2 separate regions of the Danio rerio genome follow, and region 2 is linked to region 1. Evidence: chromatin contacts called from public Micro-C data. All regions are on one chromosome and are shown on one strand. Each heading gives the region's core, a stretch centred on a gene start, on an enhancer-like site or on the middle of the called end of the contact. The rest is flanking DNA. Distances are from core to core; before and after follow the strand shown. Region 1 holds the start of pik3r6a (phosphoinositide-3-kinase, regulatory subunit 6a). Region 2 holds the start of znf648 (zinc finger protein 648).

What was found. A called contact is a pair of places that touch in the nucleus more often than the background predicts.
Region 2: a Micro-C map of caudal fin shows a contact between it and region 1, with 7 times the contacts expected there. The contact joins the promoter of znf648 here to the promoter of pik3r6a in region 1. A contact is called at or near these places in 4 of 18 Hi-C or Micro-C datasets (caudal fin, embryo, hematopoietic stem cells and 1 more) and 1 of 4 datasets of contacts at active chromatin or transcription factors (caudal fin).

The regions. Positions count from the first base shown.
Region 1 is chr6:26,158,026-26,163,597 of GRCz12tu, reverse strand. It overlaps pik3r6a (phosphoinositide-3-kinase, regulatory subunit 6a), which reads right to left and starts at 3,533. Exons shown (of 6, transcript NM_001083008.1): 1 at 3,356-3,533. The coding sequence starts at 3,434. pik3r6 (phosphoinositide-3-kinase regulatory subunit 6) reads right to left here. Exons shown (of 20, transcript XM_073954083.1): 20 at 3,676-5,363. The coding sequence ends at 5,210.
Region 2 is chr6:26,288,140-26,293,776 of GRCz12tu, reverse strand. It overlaps znf648 (zinc finger protein 648), which reads right to left and starts at 1,843. Exons shown (of 2, transcript XM_021477103.3): 1 at 1,461-1,843; 2 at 1-913. The coding sequence starts at 836.

The DNA of each region.
Region 1 (5,572 bases), core at 2,284-4,783:
AACAATTGAGCTGTCGCCAAATAAGCTCAGGAATTGTGTTGTTTCAGCTCATTTCAAATGTTTTTTTTTTTTTTTTTTTGAGTGTATATGCTGCTCTTACACCTTGCTGACGTGACGTGACTTTGTTGACGTGGACAACATTTAAGAAGAAACCAGGCTGAGATGATTTGGGCTTTGTGACATGGCACATTATCCTGCAGGAAGTAGCCATTACAAGGCGAGTACAGTGTGGTCATCATGGGATGGACATACTCTACAGCAATTCTCAGGTAGACTGTGGTGTTTAAACAATGCTTGATTGGTTCTAAGGGGCTCAAAATGTCCCAAGAAAATATTTTTGACACCATTACACCTCTGTCCCCATCCTGAAAAGTACAATGCAGGTTGAATCTATGCCTTCAAGTTGTTTTTGTATGACTCTCAGAATATTTCTGCAGATACTGAGCTGAGCTGATGCTTTACTCTTGTAAATTTGCTTGTATAACATATTTTAATATAAAAAACAATTATATAAAAATCTAATATAAAATTTTATTATCAAACAAGTTTTAAGTACTATTAAGTTCTGTACTTCTGACTGGACGCAATGATAACTAAATAAATCAGATTAGAAGCACAACACATATTGCATTTGAAACAGAACCTTTACATCCAATCCCAATAAAGAGGTTAATTAATAAATCAGACAATGATATTCTCACATGTAAAGTATTTTTAAACAAAGTCTTATTAATCTTAGGCTTAGAAATTAGATTGATAAAAAGACAGGACAAATAACTTTAACTTTTTCCTTTGCTGTAAAGCTCTAAATTGAGCTCAGGTACATTCTGTTTCACTGATCATTCTTGAGATTTTTCAGCAGCTTAATTGGATTTCACCTGTGGTCAATTCAGTTGACTGGACATGATTTGAAAAGGTTTGCACCTGTATATATAAGGTTCCAGGGTTTATAGCGCATGCCAAAGCGCAAACCAAGCATGAAGACAAAGGAGTTGTCTGTAGACCTCCAAGACAGGATTGTCTCGAGGCAAAAAACTGTCTGGGGAAAGTTACAGAAAAATTTCTGCTGCTCTAAATGTTCCAATGAGCACAGTGGCCTCCATTATCTGTAAATGGAAGATGTCTGGAACCACCAGGACTCTTCCTAGAGCTGGCCGGCCATATAAGCTGAGTGATCAGGGGAGAAGGGCCTTAGTCAGGGAGGGGATCAATAACCCGATGGTCACTCGGTCTGAGCTCCAGCGTTCTTCTGTGGAGAGAGGAGAACCTTACAGAAGGACAACCATCTGTGCAGCTATCTATCAATCAGACCTGTATGGTAGAGTGGCCAGACGGAAGCCACTCCTCGCCTGGAATTTGCTAAAAGGCATCTGCAGGACTCTCAGACCATAAGAAACAAAATTCTCTGGTCTGATGAGACTAAAATTGAACTGAAATTGAACTGAAATTGAACTAAAATTGAGTGAATGCCAGCCATTACTTTTGGAGAAAACCAGGCACCGCTGATCACCAGGCTAATACCATCCCTAGTCGGACCAGAGGAAAAGACGAATGCAGCAATGTACAGAGACATCCTGAATGAAAACCTGCCCTAACCGGGACGACGGTTGATTTTCCAGCAGGACAATGACCCAAAGCACACCGCCAAAATATCAATAGAGTGGTTTCACAACAACTCTGTGAATATCCTTGAGTGGCCAAACCAGAGCCCAGAACTAAATCCTATTGACCATCTCTGGAGAGATCTGACAATGGCTGTACACAGTCGCTTCCCATCCTACCTGATAGAGCTTAAGAGGTACTGCAAAAAGGTATGGGCAAAAATTCCCAAAGACAGGTGTGCTAAGCGTGTGGCATTCATATTCAAAAAGACTTGAGGCTGTAATTGCTGCCAAAGCTGCATCAACAAACTATTGAGCAAAGGCTGTAAATACTTATGGTTGTATTTTCAGATTTTTTTTTATTTTTTATAAATTTGCAACAATTTCAAAAAAACTTTTTTTCACATTGTCATTATGGGCTATTGTGTGTAGAATTTTGAGGAAATAAATTAATTTAATCCATTTTAGAATAAGGCTGTTGCATAAAAAGAAAGTGAAGCGCTATGAATACTTTCCAGATGCACTGTAGCATATTGTTTGAATTCTTTCATTCAGCTCAGGTCATTTTCCTCAGACCTCTGGCATCAGCAATGGATTTTTACTCACTGTATACAGAACTGCCACTCACTGGAAATTTCCTCTCTGTATTTTTCAGTAAACCCCAGAGATGGTTGTGTGCAAAAAAATACCAACAGATCAGCAATTTTTCAAATAATCATACCAGCCCGTCTGACATCAATAACCACATCACATTTAATTAAATCACCTTTTCCCCCATTTGATTTCCAAAGTGAACTTGACCACGTCTACAATAGATGTGTCTACATGTGTTGAGTTGAGTCAAGTGGTCATGATTTATGTGAACTTGCATCTATGAAATTGCCTTTTTCCTATGGTCTTGTGTATCAAATCCATTAATAGGTATCCCCAGGAACTGATTAAAATGGAAATCTAAGTTACAAATGCTTGCTAACAATGTTTAAAAAGCATTGTCATAAGGCAAGTAGCTTGACAAATTAACAACAGGAACACTGACGTGACTAAAACACGCTGTAAGTAAAAAAAACAAAACATTCAAATCCATGTCCTGTACTGGCTGAGAAAGCCATGACTTATATGGTCCAGAAGGATTTATTTTATTATCATTTGACATGCATTTGGATATTTTCCAATGCATGTTTTTTTTTTTTTGTATATTTTGTGTTTGCTATTATATGCTCGTTACATATATAATTACACAATAATAAATAATTATAAATAATAATTATTATTATAAATAATTATAATTATTATTATAAATAAATGTTATATTGTTATAGTTTAAAAGTATATTTAATAATACTTTATTATAGAACATTTATTCTAGTAAAATATATTTACTGTGAAATTAAATACTTCCAGAAATGTCCTTTAACTGTTTTTAACTATATTTTTAGAACATTTTCAAAGCAAATTCCAAACATTTACAGTATGCAGTCAATTTAAATTGAAAACATGGCCCTGGAATAATATCTTAATGTAAAGCGTTTAAGTTTCTAATGGTAAAACTAGAGACTCAGCTCTTGTCAGATCTCGACAGCAACCTCCTCATCTACCTGAACTCAATCTCCACAAGAGCAGAAGTTCCACCTGTGGCGTTAAACCTACTCAAACCTTTAATAAAAAAGAGAACGCAAGTGTTTGGTAGTCTACTATACCTTTCACCAATACGTTTTGACAGGTTTTGCTACAATGACAGCCAGGTGTAGGGATACCTGTTTGGTCCACATCTGTTTTCCATTTCGTGCATTCCAGGGATCCGTACTGACAGGAGGCTCTGCGTTTTTCATCCATCACGCGCCACGGAATGAATGAATAACTAAACCCGAATATATGCACAAATCCTGACTTAGCTGAGATATGCTTAGCAAGAGAGCAGGGTAAAATAAGGATGATGATCCAGCGGTTGTCGTTGCTGATGAAAATAGCTACGGCAGGGGATATCTAGACATCATTGCGCACCGGCAGCGATTCAACTGCAGTTTCTGACCCATTGGCGACATCGTGCGGACATTTATAGAACAACAACAACACATTTTAGTTTATAATAATACAATGAAAACATTTATTTAGCATAGGTATTTACAAAATCAAATCACAATATTTACAAAACCAGCGGTCAAATTAACAACTGTGCAAAGTTTCGGCATGAATAAATGCCATTAAAATAACAGTACAACTGAATAAGATTGGCTAGTTTTATAATTGAAAGTACATCAATTTGTTCTTTAACAGAAGACTGGTTATTGGTATGAGGTCAGAACTGAAAATGACCCATAAACCCATAAACTGTACAGATAATCATATAAGGAAGTTAGCTCAAAGTGACACCAATAATAGCTGTTTCAAAGAAACATGCAGCTTACTGCACAACACAGCCATTCAAAGCTGTTAACCATTTGTGTAACATTAGTGCTGTTCTATGCATACATCAGTCACAAACAATACAAAAAATATACTTTTTCACACGCATTTTATTTTTAAACAATGTTTTTAAGGTATAAAAATATGTCATTTTCATGGAGCACTCCAAATATAAATGTAAATACACAAAATAAAAGTATTAAACTAAATATATAACAAAGAAGTGCAAATCATTAAGGTCAGGTAATGGTAATGTCAGTTTCTCCATGGTGTGCACATATAACCTTAGCACATAATTCTTTGATTATACTGTATCATACTGTAAATATAGCAATTATTGATGTAAAAGCCTAATAAAAGACGGTTAAGCAACAGGCTGACTGTTAATACAGAGAACAAGGTAAAAACAAATTCAAGTAACTCTTAAAGGAACACTCCACTTTTTTGGAAATTGCTAATTTTACAAGTCACAAAGTTGAACCGTTAAAGCGTTAAAGGTTTTAACTCGTGCTGTTATTAATTATGATTAATCACATCAAAGATATATTTTTATAACTTATTTAAATTATATATACATGTGTACTATGTTTATTTATGCATAAATACAGAAACTACTAAAAATACTTTACAAATATATACAGCATATTTACATACATTGGATTATCTCCGGGTTTTGCATGAGCTCCTTAATATTGGTATAGAAAATATTTTAATAAATTTTCATTTTCCGTCAGTCCAAGTGCATGATGGAATTACAGAAGAGTAATGCTTATAATTTTAAAATAACACAAACTTTTAAATGATACACTAATGGTCTAATCCAATTCAATGATTTATTGTTAGCTGATATGGTAAGAGATTGGTGGAATGAATTAAAAACTAGTAAACTCAACAGTTTAACTCCAGGTAACTTGTAAAATGAGCCTATTTCCCCCAAAATCGGGTGTTTCTTTAATTCTTTGAGAAAGTCAATACCATGACAGCATTAGTGTTAGTAAATTATCTGTTACAGGATTAAATACTTCCTGGATCGACGATCAACTTGTGATTCACAAATGAAAAGTACACAATGCAGTAAAACCTGCTTGGTGAAGTGTCTTAACTGATCGTTTGATTGCACGGAGAAACAACTGTACAGTGCACTGTTTAAAACACAATACACAAAACAAAAAGCAAGAACTGGCCTTTATAGTCACCTTTGTTCATTAATCGATTATTCCTGCAAAAGTGTTTATGGACAGAGTCAATCCTTTGCTCATGTATTTGCTCAGTCCAGCATCAGCATCTTCGGTCATGAACTTTGACTTTAAGGATTTTTGAACGTAATATCCAGGGTCCCGACATGAAGTGACCTCAATACTGTGTTACAAAATATAAAACAACACAAATCAAAGTCTGAATACCAAATAAATGAAAAAGTGCAGTCTTCATAATGAAGATTTATTTATTATTTATTATTTATTTATTATAGAAGAAACATCTTGGCTACTAACGTAACCCTTGTTCCCAGAAGAGGGAACGTAGACATGTGTCTTCAGACATGAATGGGATATCAATAAACGACCAAT
Region 2 (5,637 bases), core at 594-3,093, 130 kb before region 1:
TCTCCGGTGTGCGTTCGGATGTGTTTGCGGAAATCAGAAGACCAAATGTAGCTTTTTTCACAAAAAGGGCACTGGTACGGCCTTTCGCCCGTGTGCAGCCGCTTGTGCTGTTGAAGAGTCCCCTGGTGCGAGTAAGCTTTCCCACACAGGTCACAAACATGCGGTTTGAGTCCTCGGTGTGTATCGATGTGGCTGAGCAGGTTGCTGGACTTTTTGAAAGCCCAGTTGCAGTAGGTGCACTTGTATGGCCGATTTTCGGTGTCTCCCTCCATCCCTCGTTTCTTCATGGTGGCGAACATTAATTGACTTTTTAAAAGCTGATTCTCTGGAGATTTGGGTGTGTCATCTGTGTTTCCCTCTACATCGCATTCATCCTCCTCAGCCTCAGTCTCTGGCTGAATTCCTGCCAGGCCACATGCTTTAGTGATGTCTACCTCCTCTTTTACCTTCACATGGGGGATGCTGGTTGGTTCTGAGTCCTTGTGGTTCAGTTGGGAACTGGGGTCAGATCCAGACCCAGTCTCTATTTCTTTTTCATCCAGTTCTCTGTCTGTTCCACAGCATTGTTCAGAATATTTTGCAGGAATATAGAATTGAGTGCTTGAAATTTGAGATCCCAACTCTTGTACTGTTATCTCTTCTACACAACTAGTTGAAGCATTAATGTTCTTCTCAATAGGTAGAACCGGATTTATTTTATTGTTGGGGTCAGAAATCTTGTTCTCCGCAGGCAGATAATGCCTCTTCCTGATAAGAATCTTCCTAATACTTCGTTTTGATATGTACGCATTGTCTGTAAAAGCTTCTGTATTCCACAGGTTATTCATTTTGGCCATGTTTGATGATTGCAGATTAGTGCATTGATCTTAATTATCAGATGTCTGTGGATTTTTTTTTTTTTTTTTTGCAATGCCTGGAAAAAGAGAGAAACTAGCTTAGTTGACAGCTTTATATACAAAATCTAAACAACACAAACTTGATCTCAATTTTAGAAAACAAGATAAATGTATAGACATAATTTAAACATCAGACTTCAACATGTAATCATTTAAAATATACAAAAGATAATATAATATAACATAACATAATAAAGCTACTATTCTCTACAGATACAACCAATTCTAAGAAGCTCTTGTCTGCCTTACATTAAGCTGCTTAGCTATAAAGATGTCCAACATAAATTATGCCATGGGAGACCGTCCAGTAGACCTTGTTGATTTTAACCACTGGCTCTTGAGCCAGCAAAGAACAAGACTTTATTCTTAGCCGTCAGATCACACAGAGTGTGCACCCAAAAAATGTTGAACCATCTCATATATGTAAACAGTCTCTTACCTTGGCAGCACCAAGAACACCAATGATGATTTCAAAGACTGCAATTAATCCACTTCCTTTTCATGGTGGATTTTACACAGACGTTTAAGATACCATAGGAGGAGCCAGAAGGCAGTTATACTTACGTCCCACTGGGGGTGTGTGACAGTCTCCTTGCAGTGGTCAGCGGTTTAGCAAAACCATTTGCTGCTAGGAAAGATCCACTGATTGACCCCTTCACCCATTCCAGGCATAAGACACATGGGCTATTTTCCCGGGGGACGCCTCACATACATACTTGGGTGCAATAACACCCCACCAGGATCATGTTCACACAGTGTAATACAGTGTATTGATTTATCTTTTTGCTATTATGCTAGTTTAATGGGCTGTTGCAATCATTACATATTTCATCAACCTATATTTTACAAGTACAAGAGTAGGTCTCATAGCAGTGTCGATACATTTTCACTTCAGCGTGTGAAAACCATTTTTTCTCATCATCAAAAGACTTCTGCTGTTTTTAACTGACCAAAGAGATGTGTTCGTCTTTTACATGCTTTAGTTAATTTAATTAGCGTCTAAATATGTCTACTAATTCACTTATTGAGTGAGAGAATTAGGAACAGGAATAACCTGCTGATACCAGACATAACTTACAACCTGATCCCTGTCGCATATAGATACAAAAAAGTGTCAGAGGAAATACGAGAGGAAGAGAACATGCTGTAGATCAGCTAGAAGACACCTGTTTGCTTCTGAAGGTTCACTCTGACACTGAGGCCTGCTGTTTTATTGAACAACACTAGGTGGAGTTTTCTTTTGGATCAAATTTAAAGAAAGGGTGTCAGCCATATTGATAGCATTTGTGTGTGTGCATGTGTGTGTATTGTAGGCAGTATTGGAAAGAGTACTAAAAAAATGTAAGTGTAAGTGGAGTAAAAGTATCTGTTGTAAATATTAATCCAAGTATGAGTAGGAAGTAGCCCTTATAAAAGAAAACAATAGTGAGTATTACACTGTAAAAAAGTTGATGCATTTCCATGCAGTTTGTGCAGGGATGTGTAAACGTAACATTCTGTAGCGCATTCACTGATCTTCCTATATTCGCTCTTTCCTTCCAACCTTCCTTCCATTGTTTGTTTGTTCTGTCCTTTCTTCATTCATTAATTAGTTTTTTTGTTCCTTGCTTCATTTGTTCCTTCATTCATTCCTCCCTGCGTTCGTTTTTCTGTTCGTTCATTCTTTCTTTCATTCTGTCCTTTGTTCAGCACTTTCTCGAATCCCTCCATTCATTTGCTCCTTCCTTCATTAGTTCAGCCCTTCCTTCATCCTTTCTTCATTCGTTTATTCCTTCCCTCCTTCCGTACTTACGTACTAAGTTTGTTCAGTCCTTCCTTGAATCCCTCCTTCATTCATTTGTTCCTTCCTTCCTTCATTTCTCCCTTCCTTCGTTCCTCCATTCCTGCATTCGTTTCTCTGTTCATTCCTCCATTTGTTCCACAGTTTGTTCCTTCCTTCCTTCTTTCCCTCTACCTTACTTTGTTTACTCTTTCCTCAAATCCCTCCTTCATTCATTTGGTCCTTCCTTCCTTCATTAGTTCGGTCCTTCCTTTGTTCTTTTCTTCGTTCGTTCATTCTCTCCTTCCTTCATTACTTAGTTTGTTCAGTCCTTCCTTGAATCCCTCCTTCATTCTTTGGGTCCTTCCTTCCTTCATTAGTTCGGCCCTTCCTTAATTTCTTCCTTCCTTCATTCCTCTCTTCCTTCATTCCTACCTTCCTGCATTCATTCCTCTGATCATTTCTCAGTTCGTTCCCCCGTTCTTTCCTCCGTTTATTCGTTCGTTCCTTCCTTCCTTCTTTCTTTCCTTCCTTCCATCCTCACTTTGTTCAGTCCTTCCTCGAATCCCTCCTTCATTTATTTGGTCCTTTCTTCTTTCATTAGTTTGGCCCTTTCTTCGTTCCTTCCTTTGTTCCTCCCTTCCTTCATTTCTCCCTTCCTTTATTCGTTCTTTCGTTCATTTGATTCTTCCTTTCCTTAGTTACTTTATTTAGTCCTACCTTGAATCCCTCTTTCATTCATTTGGTCCTTCCTTCCTTTGTTCCTCCCTTCCTTTATTCCTTCCTCCGTTTGTTTGTTTGTTTGTTCGTTCCTTCTTTCCTTCCTTCCTTTTTTCAGTCCTTCCTTGAATCCTTCCTTCAATCATTTAGTCCTCCTTCCTTCCTTCATTAGTTCAGCCCTTCCTTCATTCCTTTCTTCCTTCATTTCTCCATTCCTTCACCTGTTGTTTATTCATTCTTTCCTTCCTTTCTTGCTTAGTTTGTTGAGTCCTTCCTTGAATCCCTCCTTCATCCATTTGATCTTTCCTTCCTTCATTAGTTCTGCCCTTTCTTTGTTCAGTCCTTCCTTCCATTCCTTGTTCGGTCCTCATTTCATTCGACCCTTCCTTCCAGTCTTCATTCGTTCCATCTACTGATTGATTAAGGCTGTTTGGTGATTTCAGTCATCATACAGTCGACAACCTTCATTTTCTTATCAGTCACATGCAGTCTATAAAAAAGTTTCTGGGTCAATGCGTGTAAAGATTTTGAACATCATCTTGGAACAAAAGGTTTGCTGCATTTATAAAGCACCAGGTTGTTCAGTATGATGCAGTTTACTTTATATGTGCGATTTGATTGGAAAGGAATCACAGGACTGATTTGTGACTAATCACCATTTAAAGAAATAAAGTAGTGACTGCAGGTTGAAGAAAAATTGTGGAATAAAGTACCGATACTGCATTAAAAATATACTCAAGGGAAAGGAAAAGTACACATTTTTAAAACTACTTTGTAAATTACAATTTCTTAGATAAACTACTTAATTACAGTAATTTGAGTATTTGTGATTTGTTTTGTGAAGTATTGTAATATTAGTCATTTTTATCGTTGTATGAACATTTTTGATCCCCATGATGAAAACAGCTCATAAATAATATAGAATGAAAATGTCGAAAATGTAAAATTATTTCTGTGAGAATTGGATTTAGGGGTAGGTTTGAAGTAAGATGACAGAATACACTGTCTATATTGTACAAAAATCATGACATCTATGAGAAGTCCCCAGAAGTCCCCATAAAACTTGAAAAGGCGAGTACTACTAAATTGTTTTACTAGTTGGTCAAGTTAATGAGAATCTTTACATTTATTCATCATAAGATTGTTTGATTTTATATACTAAGGTATGTTAAAGTGTATTTACTTCATTAATTTCACAGGGACGGTTTGGATTGATATTGTGTTAATTTCTAATTCATAACTGAATCTTATATAAACCATTTTGAGGGATGTAAACAAAAACAGTGGTCCCAACGTATTTCCTGTTTTACATTTTTTTATTTCCATAGCTTCTGAGATTCCAAAAAGTGCCACATATTGATAAATAATGTTATGATAGCTGTTTTAACTTAAGTAATGATTGAATTGCCTCATGTTACAGTTATGAAATAGCCTGATAACAACCAGGAAAAGTTTATGGGACAATGACATTACACATTGAAGTGGTATATAAGCTAGCAAATATCCCGAATAAAAGGATTTACTGCAATGTATGCAAAACTGCCCAGCACATTAATATTGGCCAGACAGTAACTGATCTTACAATGACATAAAACACTTTTAAATGCACTTGTTGCACAGTCGTTATCGCATTAATATAATTCTTGAACTACTTGCTTACTTGCTTTTTCAGCAGCCCATTAAAATCCTGAGGCCTCAACAACAGCTGCAATGTTGTCACCCATGCTGAGTCGAGCGGATGTGCAAGGTTGAAATAGTTGTTCTTTATCAGCAAGAGAAGACGACTGATCGAAAATATATTTGCAGATCCACAACCCCCATAAAATTAATAAATAAAATTAACAATTAGAGCAAGAGCAATTTCGCCTTTTTTTGCATTTGACTCTCATTAAAGGCACATTAAAATGTCATTCTGTTTTAAATTGTAGAAATAGCAATATGCCAGGCTTGCACATTTTCATTACATAATTTTGTGTCTGTTATTATTTTATACTTAATGAAAATATCATGTTTTTAAAAAAGTGTTGATAGTGAAACCACACATTTCAGAGCTTTTATGAGTTTAGCATATGTTTAAAGTCCTGAAGGGCTCAAAGAGCTGTAGAAATGTCACTTGCAAGCAGGGAAACAAACCAAAAATAAATAAATAAACAAATAAAATGACCAAGGTGGATCAGATGACCTTTCACACAACTTTAAAAGAAAACCTGTGTTCACATGACATTTAGAAAGACACTTGGAAAGGAGCTTAGTGCTAAATGA